2 separate regions of the Rattus norvegicus genome follow, and region 1 is linked to region 2. The links are chromatin contacts, called in public Hi-C maps. All regions are on one chromosome and are shown on one strand. The core of a region is the stretch at or near the end of the contact, and the rest is flanking DNA. Distances in the headings are between cores, read along the strand shown. Region 1 overlaps Diaph1 (diaphanous-related formin 1). Region 2 holds the start of Pcdhgc3 (protocadherin gamma subfamily C, 3).

Evidence for each region. Hi-C and Micro-C count contacts between places; a contact is called where the count stands out from the background.
Region 1: a Hi-C map of prefrontal cortex shows a contact between it and region 2, with 4 times the contacts expected there. The contact joins the enhancer-like site here to the promoter of Pcdhgc3 in region 2. A contact is called at or near these places in 6 of 12 Hi-C or Micro-C datasets (Schwann cells, frontal cortex, kidney and 3 more) and 1 of 1 datasets of contacts at active chromatin or transcription factors (oligodendrocytes).

The regions. Positions count from the first base shown.
Region 1 is chr18:29,928,808-29,932,316 of GRCr8, reverse strand. Diaph1 (diaphanous-related formin 1) reads left to right here. Exons shown (of 28, transcript NM_001107393.3): 24 at 272-396; 25 at 1,169-1,333; 26 at 1,437-1,572. Among named protein-coding and RNA genes, the nearest start is that of Pcdhgc5, 32 kb to the right of the region's middle. Within about 2 kb of position 2,161, at least 16 of the 93 cell types and tissues checked have an H3K27ac peak or open chromatin away from gene starts, as enhancers often do. A contact at or near this core is called in prefrontal cortex, where this site is marked.
Region 2 is chr18:29,882,225-29,885,831 of GRCr8, reverse strand. Pcdhgc3 (protocadherin gamma subfamily C, 3) reads right to left here and starts at 1,587. Exons shown (of 4, transcript NM_053943.1): 1 at 1-1,587. The coding sequence starts at 1,530. The region is part of intron 1 of Pcdhga1 (protocadherin gamma subfamily A, 1); the gene reads right to left. The region is part of intron 1 of Pcdhga2 (protocadherin gamma subfamily A, 2); the gene reads right to left. All of the region lies in intron 1 of Pcdhga3 (protocadherin gamma subfamily A, 3), which reads right to left. It also overlaps Pcdhga5, Pcdhga7, Pcdhga8, Pcdhga9, Pcdhga10 and Pcdhgb7, and 3 more genes.

The sequences.
Region 1 (3,509 bases), core at 912-3,411, 46 kb before region 2:
GACCAAGATCTCAGGGATCCCATGGGTTCTTTTTAAATTAAACGGAGTCTGCTTCTGTTAGTATTATACAGTGGGTGAAGGTTGAAAGTTGAGTTAGCAAGTACTCATGCTTTTCCTGTGAAGATCAAAACCAGGGTGAGAGTCAGAGACAGGAGTGTGCACAGGCTGGTGAAGCATACCTAGGGACGGAAAGGAGCAACCTAAGCATGGCTGAGAGAGAGGCTAAGAAAGCATTTGAGCTGCTCAGCGAGCGCTTCTGTTCGCCTCCCAGTTTCTGCTGAGAACTTGCAGAAGAATTTAGATCAGATGAAGAAACAGATTGCTGATGTGGAACGCGATGTTCAAAATTTCCCAGCTGCCACAGACGAAAAAGACAAGTTTGTTGAGAAGATGACTATATCCTTTCTCAGAGGACTTGGGTGGCCAAGGGAATGAGAGGGATGACAGCAGCGTTCAGTTTTTACCTCTAAGTTTTTTTTCTTCCACTAAATACAGTTTTTAACCTTATTAGAAGTAAATTTTGCAGATAAACTACAAGTCTCCAAGTACCTGTTCTGTCCCGTTCCTGTTATAAACACACTTACCTACTCTGAAAGCCCGAGTCCCTACTCTGTTCCCATTGCTGTCACAGAGACACCCTTCCACAGAGATAACCACTGCCTTTTTCTGCTTTACACCAAAACTGCATTGCATAGCATTTTCTCATTGTCTCAGCCTTGTTTCTACAGTAATCTATGTAATTTCTATTGTATGGGTAAACCATAGCTTACGGTTAGCCATTATCTTCTTACCAGTACTTACGGCACTTCTGTTCTGTCATGAACAGGACTATATGGTGCACCCTGTGTAGGTGTATGGTGCATCTTTGAATGGTTCTCCAACCTAGGCCTGTTACTTTTGTTTTTGTTTCTGACCTGGGTCTGTTTCTTTTTGGTTGTTGTTGTTGTTACTTGGTTTTTTTGTTTGTTTTGTTGGTTGGTTGGTTGGTTGGTTTTTCAAGACAGGGTTTCTCTGTGTAGCTCTGGCTGTCCTGGAGCTCTCTCTGTTAACCACACTGGCCTCGAGCACTCAGCGATCCATCTGCCTCTGCTGGGATTAAAGGTGTGTGCCATCACCACCCCCATCGTGGGTCGGCTTCTTGGTCTTGCTCCTTTACTCCTGGCTGCACAGCTTTGTGAAGGATGCACAGGAACAGTATAACAAGCTACGGATGATGCACTCCAACATGGAGACTCTCTATAAGGAGCTAGGCGACTACTTCGTCTTTGACCCTAAGAAGTTGTCTGTAGAAGAATTTTTTATGGATCTGCACAACTTTAGGAATATGTTTTTGGTGAGCAAGCATGAACTGCTATTTTTCATGGGGTTCCTAATGTTTCCTGGTGGATTTACATGTTTCCACATATCCTCCATCTGGTCTCCCTCCCCTTCTCCAGCAAGCAGTCAAGGAGAACCAGAAGCGCCGGGAAACAGAAGAAAAGATGAGGAGAGCAAAACTAGCCAAGGAAAAGGCGGAAAAAGAGCGACTGGAGAAGCAGCAGAAGCGAGAGCAGCTCATAGACATGAATGCAGGTGAGTAGTGGAAAGGGCACTGGAAGGTTCTCTGTCTGGAACACAGGGTATTCGGGTCTAAACGGAGCTCTTGGCAAATGGCTTTTGGCAGCCTTCTGCCTCCAAGCTCCGGATGCTGGATTTTAACATGTTTTCCTTTTCCTCTCCTTTGCTGGTTCTTGGATTATATCTTACCACCCTTGTGATTTGGGAATTGCTGCCACACTTAACTCTTCTACCTGTCAAAAAACGTTCCCTGACCTGTCCTCATTCCTGCTAAATATTTGGGGTTTCCAAAATGTTTCTCTGACTCCTCCGTCTTGTAGTAGCTCTCCTCTCCTCTTATTTCACCAATTCCTATTCCTATTACCTCATAGAATGTTGTGTGCATGTCTGAGATCATAAATGGATTGAACTTTCCTAGAAGGGGGTGAAAAGCTGGCCACTCTTTCTCCAGCAGAAACATGTCTTTGTTTGAGCATATGGTCTCAATTACTGGCCCTCTGTTTCCTGTCTCTGCTTCTTTCCTGCTGAGGATTCCCCGCCCCCACTGCTCCTTTGGGCAGCGGAAATACAGTAAATGCAGCATACATTGCACATGGCCCTGAGCTGATCTGTAAGGCCCATAAGCCCCTGAAAGTGAGGAGTTCTTGAATCTGTCAAGTCTTAAAAATTTGCTGAGCAGAAACAGTAAAGACCAACATGGTTTGCTCCCAGAGTCCTTGAGAGTAGTTTCTTGCCTTTGTCTCAGTTGTATTTAAGCCATCAACTTTGTTCCCATAAAACTGTTAAAATTTATACCAAGTGTTCATCATTTCCTCACTGTTCTCCCTGGGCCTCCAGGGCTTTACCCTTTCTATATTGTCTAAGAAGTAATGGGAGCAAGGTGGAGTCCAAAGGACATTTGGGATAAGGGCTATAACCCAGCCAGCAGATGGCGTAGTGGACCTTACCCTATTCTAAGTGCCTGGGTCAAGCAAATGAAATTGAATGTAGGTCAGCTGCACTGGTGATGTGCAGACAGCAGATGGCGCTGGCAGTAATGAACCCTAGTCTTCAGCTAGTAGCCAACCAGCTCCTTGGGATTTCAGTTTCAGATTTCACTATCCTGAGCTGTTACCATGGAAACTGAGCCTGGCTAGAACTGGGATTCTACCTTAACTCTTTGCATTCCAGCCAGGCTGCTTTCAGCTTGTCATGTGCAGAGTTATGTTCAGGAAGATGCAACCACTGGAAGCAGTAGTAACACGAAATTCAGTCTTGACCAGTGGGTTCTCTTCCTTAGCCCTCCTGAAGACCAGGCCCTCAGTCGTTGATGTGGACTGGAGTGAAACACTGAGATTGATAATAATTATAATAGTTGCTAACCCCCACAACCCCCCCCACACACACATATACACATAATTCTTCCTACTTAGCCCAGGCTAGCTTCAAACTCCACATCTTCCTGCCTCTCCTGGGGTTACAGACATGGTAGCTTTGCCTGGCATAGCTGCCTTTTGATTCATAAGCATGGCCTCTGCCTGCTCAGGTCTTAGAGTTAGTGTTAAGAGTCTGTGTGCTGGGGCTGGAGAGATGGCTCAGTGGTTAAGAGCACCGACTGCTCTTCCCAAGGTCCTGAGTTCAAATCCCAGCAACCACATGATGGCTCACAACCATCTGAAATGAGTCTGATGCCCTCTTCTGGTGTGTCTGAAGATAGCGACAGTGTAACCATAATATATAATAAATAAATAAAATATTTAAAAAAAAAAAAAAGAGTCTGTGTGCTGGTCCTGATTAGTGTGGGTAGGATGACATTGCAACAGTCCCTCAGGATTCACACTGACAGGCAGTGACTGTCTTAAGGCAGTTTATAAACCGACACAGGGAAAGTAAGCATGGGTCTGAGGCTTGAAAGGGTGACCCTTTTGTGTCTCTTATGGTCTCTCAGTTAGTGTGCAAGGGGTGGGGAAAGC
Region 2 (3,607 bases), core at 338-2,837:
GAAATAGCGACCTACGAGACCAGTTTCCGCTCCGGGTTCCAAGAGAAAGAAAGAAAGGCGGGCATTGGGCGGGGCGTCGGGGTCCCAGACACTTAGGTTTAATATAGGAACTCCGGGTAGGTTATTTTCCTCCACATACACATCGTAGGAGGATTGGGATGACTGAGGAGGATTGTCGTTGATATCGGACACTTGGACCCTGACTGTTGTAAGAGCTGAGAGAGAGGGAGTTCCCGAGTCTCGAGCTGTGATACTGAGATTGTATTCGGGCACGGTCTCACGATCCAGGGCTGCACTGGTTTTCAAAGTGAAGTAATTCTTGAGGGAAGAAGTCAGGCTGAAGGGGAGACCCGGGGGAACCTCGCAGGTCACCTGCCCGTTCTCTCCAGCATCCAGATCAGTCACACTGAGCAAAGCAATGACAGTCCCCAGAGGAGCATCCTCAGGGACTGGGCTGTATACAGAGGTGACTGTGATCTCCGGGGCATTGTCATTAACGTCCACAACCTCTACCAGTACTTTGCAATGCGCTCCTTCCGGATTGGCACCTTTGTCTTTGGCCTGGATGTAAATCTCATGGAGTTTGGTGTCTTCAAAGTCCAGGCGACCCTTGATTGTCAGCACCCCGGTTACGAGGTCTAAAGCGAATAGTTCCCGCACCCCAGCACGATTGTGGCTGCCGAAGGAGTAAACGATTTCTCCATTGAGGCCCTCATCCAGGTCAGTTGCACGAACCTGGGCGACGCGCGTGCCTGGGGGTGCATCCTCCCGGACGCGCGCCCTATACAAAGACTGATTGAAGGCAGGAGCATTGTCATTCGCGTCCAGCACTGTGATACGAATTGGAAGGGTGGCGGAGCGAGCTGGGGTTCCTCCATCAAGTGCGGTCAGTACCAACTGGACACTTGGCTCCCGTTCCCAATCTAGGGCGCGCTCCAGGACCAGCTCCGCGTATTTCGTGCCGTCCTCTCGAGTCTGCACGCGGAGCGCAAAGTACTCGTTGTGGCTCAGCTCATAGGTTTGTAAAGAGTTGCTTCCCACATCGGGATCGTGCGCGCTCTCGAGCGGAAAGCGCGTCCCCGGCGCCATGGCCTCGCTAATCTCCAATTTCATTTCCGCGGTGGGGAAAGAGGGATTGTTGTCGTTGATGTCCTGGACCACCACTTCCGCGCTGAACAGCTCCAGCGGGTTCTCTACCACCAACTCCAGAGTTACAGTGCAGGAGGGCAGCGTCCCACACAGCTCCTCTCGGTCCAGTCGATCGTTGACGAACATCTCTCCAGTCTCCCAGTTCACCTCAAAGAACCTACGGCTAGCTCCGGACACCACCCGGAGCCTGCGGGCCGACAGACTGCCGAGATCCAAACCAAGATCCGTGACCACGTTACCCACGGGAAACCCCTTCTCTCTCTCCTCCAGGATCTCATAGTGAATGATGGTGGAAGCCTCGGTCAAGGCAGCTAGCAGAAGCAAAACTCCCACCGTTCTCCCGGGGCTTACCAGTCCGCTGCTCCGGGCCTCTGCGACCATCTCACTCAAAAGCAGCTCCTCTTGGCGGGGTCCAGGTGGTCCCGGAGGTTTGGCAGAGAAACTTTCAGCGGGTTAGCGCTTGGGCGCTGGGCGCCGAGTCCGACATGGCTTTCTGGGCGCCGCTGATTTGTTCGCCCGCTGTTCAGTCTCTGCCTCATCCCGGGGCGCCGAAAGGGGACGGGCCCGGGCCAGATCTCCAGCGTCTTCATTGGCCGACAGCGGCACACAGAGTCCCAGCCAATAACTGCACGAAGAATGCGCTAGCGCCGGGTTCTTTGAGCAGGACACGCGCTCGCGCCAGGAACTTCACTTTCCTCTGGCTGCTTTCCAGAGTTTCCTGTCCAGCGCTCTGCCAGCGCCAGGGGGAGGAGACCCATCTGCGGGCGGATCTGTCCACCTCCCACCCCAACCAGGCCCATTAAACACTTTAATCATTGTCTTTGATCACAAGAAAGGGGAATGATCCAAGCCGACTACGACGCAGCATCGACTAGCAAAACGACAGCAAATTGGGTCTGTTGGAGGGCAGAGGAAGCAGCGGACTCTGCTTGGAAGGTGGAATGAGTATTTCTGGGGAGATTAATATTATCACTTATGGGCCGTGAGATATGGATAGCTTACAGGTAGATTCTGACTTGGCGCGTGTGAGGCTTTACTTTCCAGCCTACACCCCTGCTCCCACCCCAAACCCACAGTTTTATCTTTTTCCAAACGGAGGGTAGAATTCATTGCATTCTTAGTAGAGCAAATCAAGAGTACTACTATCCGTTTGTCTTAGTTTTGTCTTGCGATTTTAAAAATAAAGTTAAGAAATTATTTCCGTTCAAACTGAATGCAGTCGTTTTTAAGGATTTTTTTTTTTAAGGATCAAAAGGCAATGAGAAATTTCCCTACCCCTTTCTCCCCAATTGTGTAATCTCAATTGGTTAAAACATGATCTCTCAAACACTGTTCTGGAATTAATCATTTTCCAAAGGTTCTGAGTTCATGTTGCATTGCTAATAAAGAAATCTCTGAGCGCGCGCGCGCGCGCGCGCGCGCGCGCGAGAGAGAGAGAGAGAGAGAGAGAGAGAGAGAGAGAGAGGAAAGGGAGGCCATATGGTACCCAGGACTTTCCATAAAGTGATGGTAGCAACACTCTATAGATTCACCAGAGAAATACAAAGCTTTAGTCACAGAATAAAAAGTTTTTCATTTAGAATTGTAGACACTTACCCAACCCCCAAAGCAATGGTTAGAATAAGGAGCATGGGTTAGCTATGAAAAGAGGCTGAGTTTGGCTGTATGTTTTGGACAAGAAAATAACCCAAGGCCTTCTAGAATCCCATCCTGTTCCTGAGCAGGGGAAAGTGCTTGGAACAAAGTAAGCCTCAATTAATGATGGAAAGCAATCCGTTAGGGGCTAGATGTGCAGTGTTAGGAACCTCACATTCTTTCTAAATAAATGCCTTGTCCTTTCTGACCTGTAACTAAATCTTAATCACATGCAGTGAGTGAGACACCCAGACAAGGGGTTTGTTTTCTGATGCGATGAAAAGACACATCCTCAGTACCAAACCTATGCCCCACCCGACCCCAGCCCACCCCACCCCTCTCTTAAACCACCCAGGGTTTTAAGGTCGGATGAGGTGGCACATGCTTGCAATCCTGAGGCAGGGTGATGGCCATGAGCTCCAGACCAGCCCTGCTCCCCAGCTAAAACAAACCCAGGGTTAAATACTTAGATGACGATTGGCTAGACTCCCAAGAATTGTGATCTGCACTAAGGAGGTGGATACAGCAGAATTTAGATTCTGGACTACTTGCTACCAAGTGTGAGAACCAGAGTCATAGGCAGGCAATGGGGGCTTATCAGCAGTGAAGAAGTTGCACTTTACCAAAATACCTGGCTGACGAGAAGACACATTAAAGTTTGATAAGAGCTAAATTTGGTGGATTATTCAGAGATGTGCCGATTTAACTTTTTGGTTTTTTTTTTTTTTTGTTCACTATCACAAAAGTCACAATTCTGAACGCTTTGAGGGGAGGGGATTGAGGGTTGAATCCAAGGTCTTATGCATGTTAGACAAAACAAGTG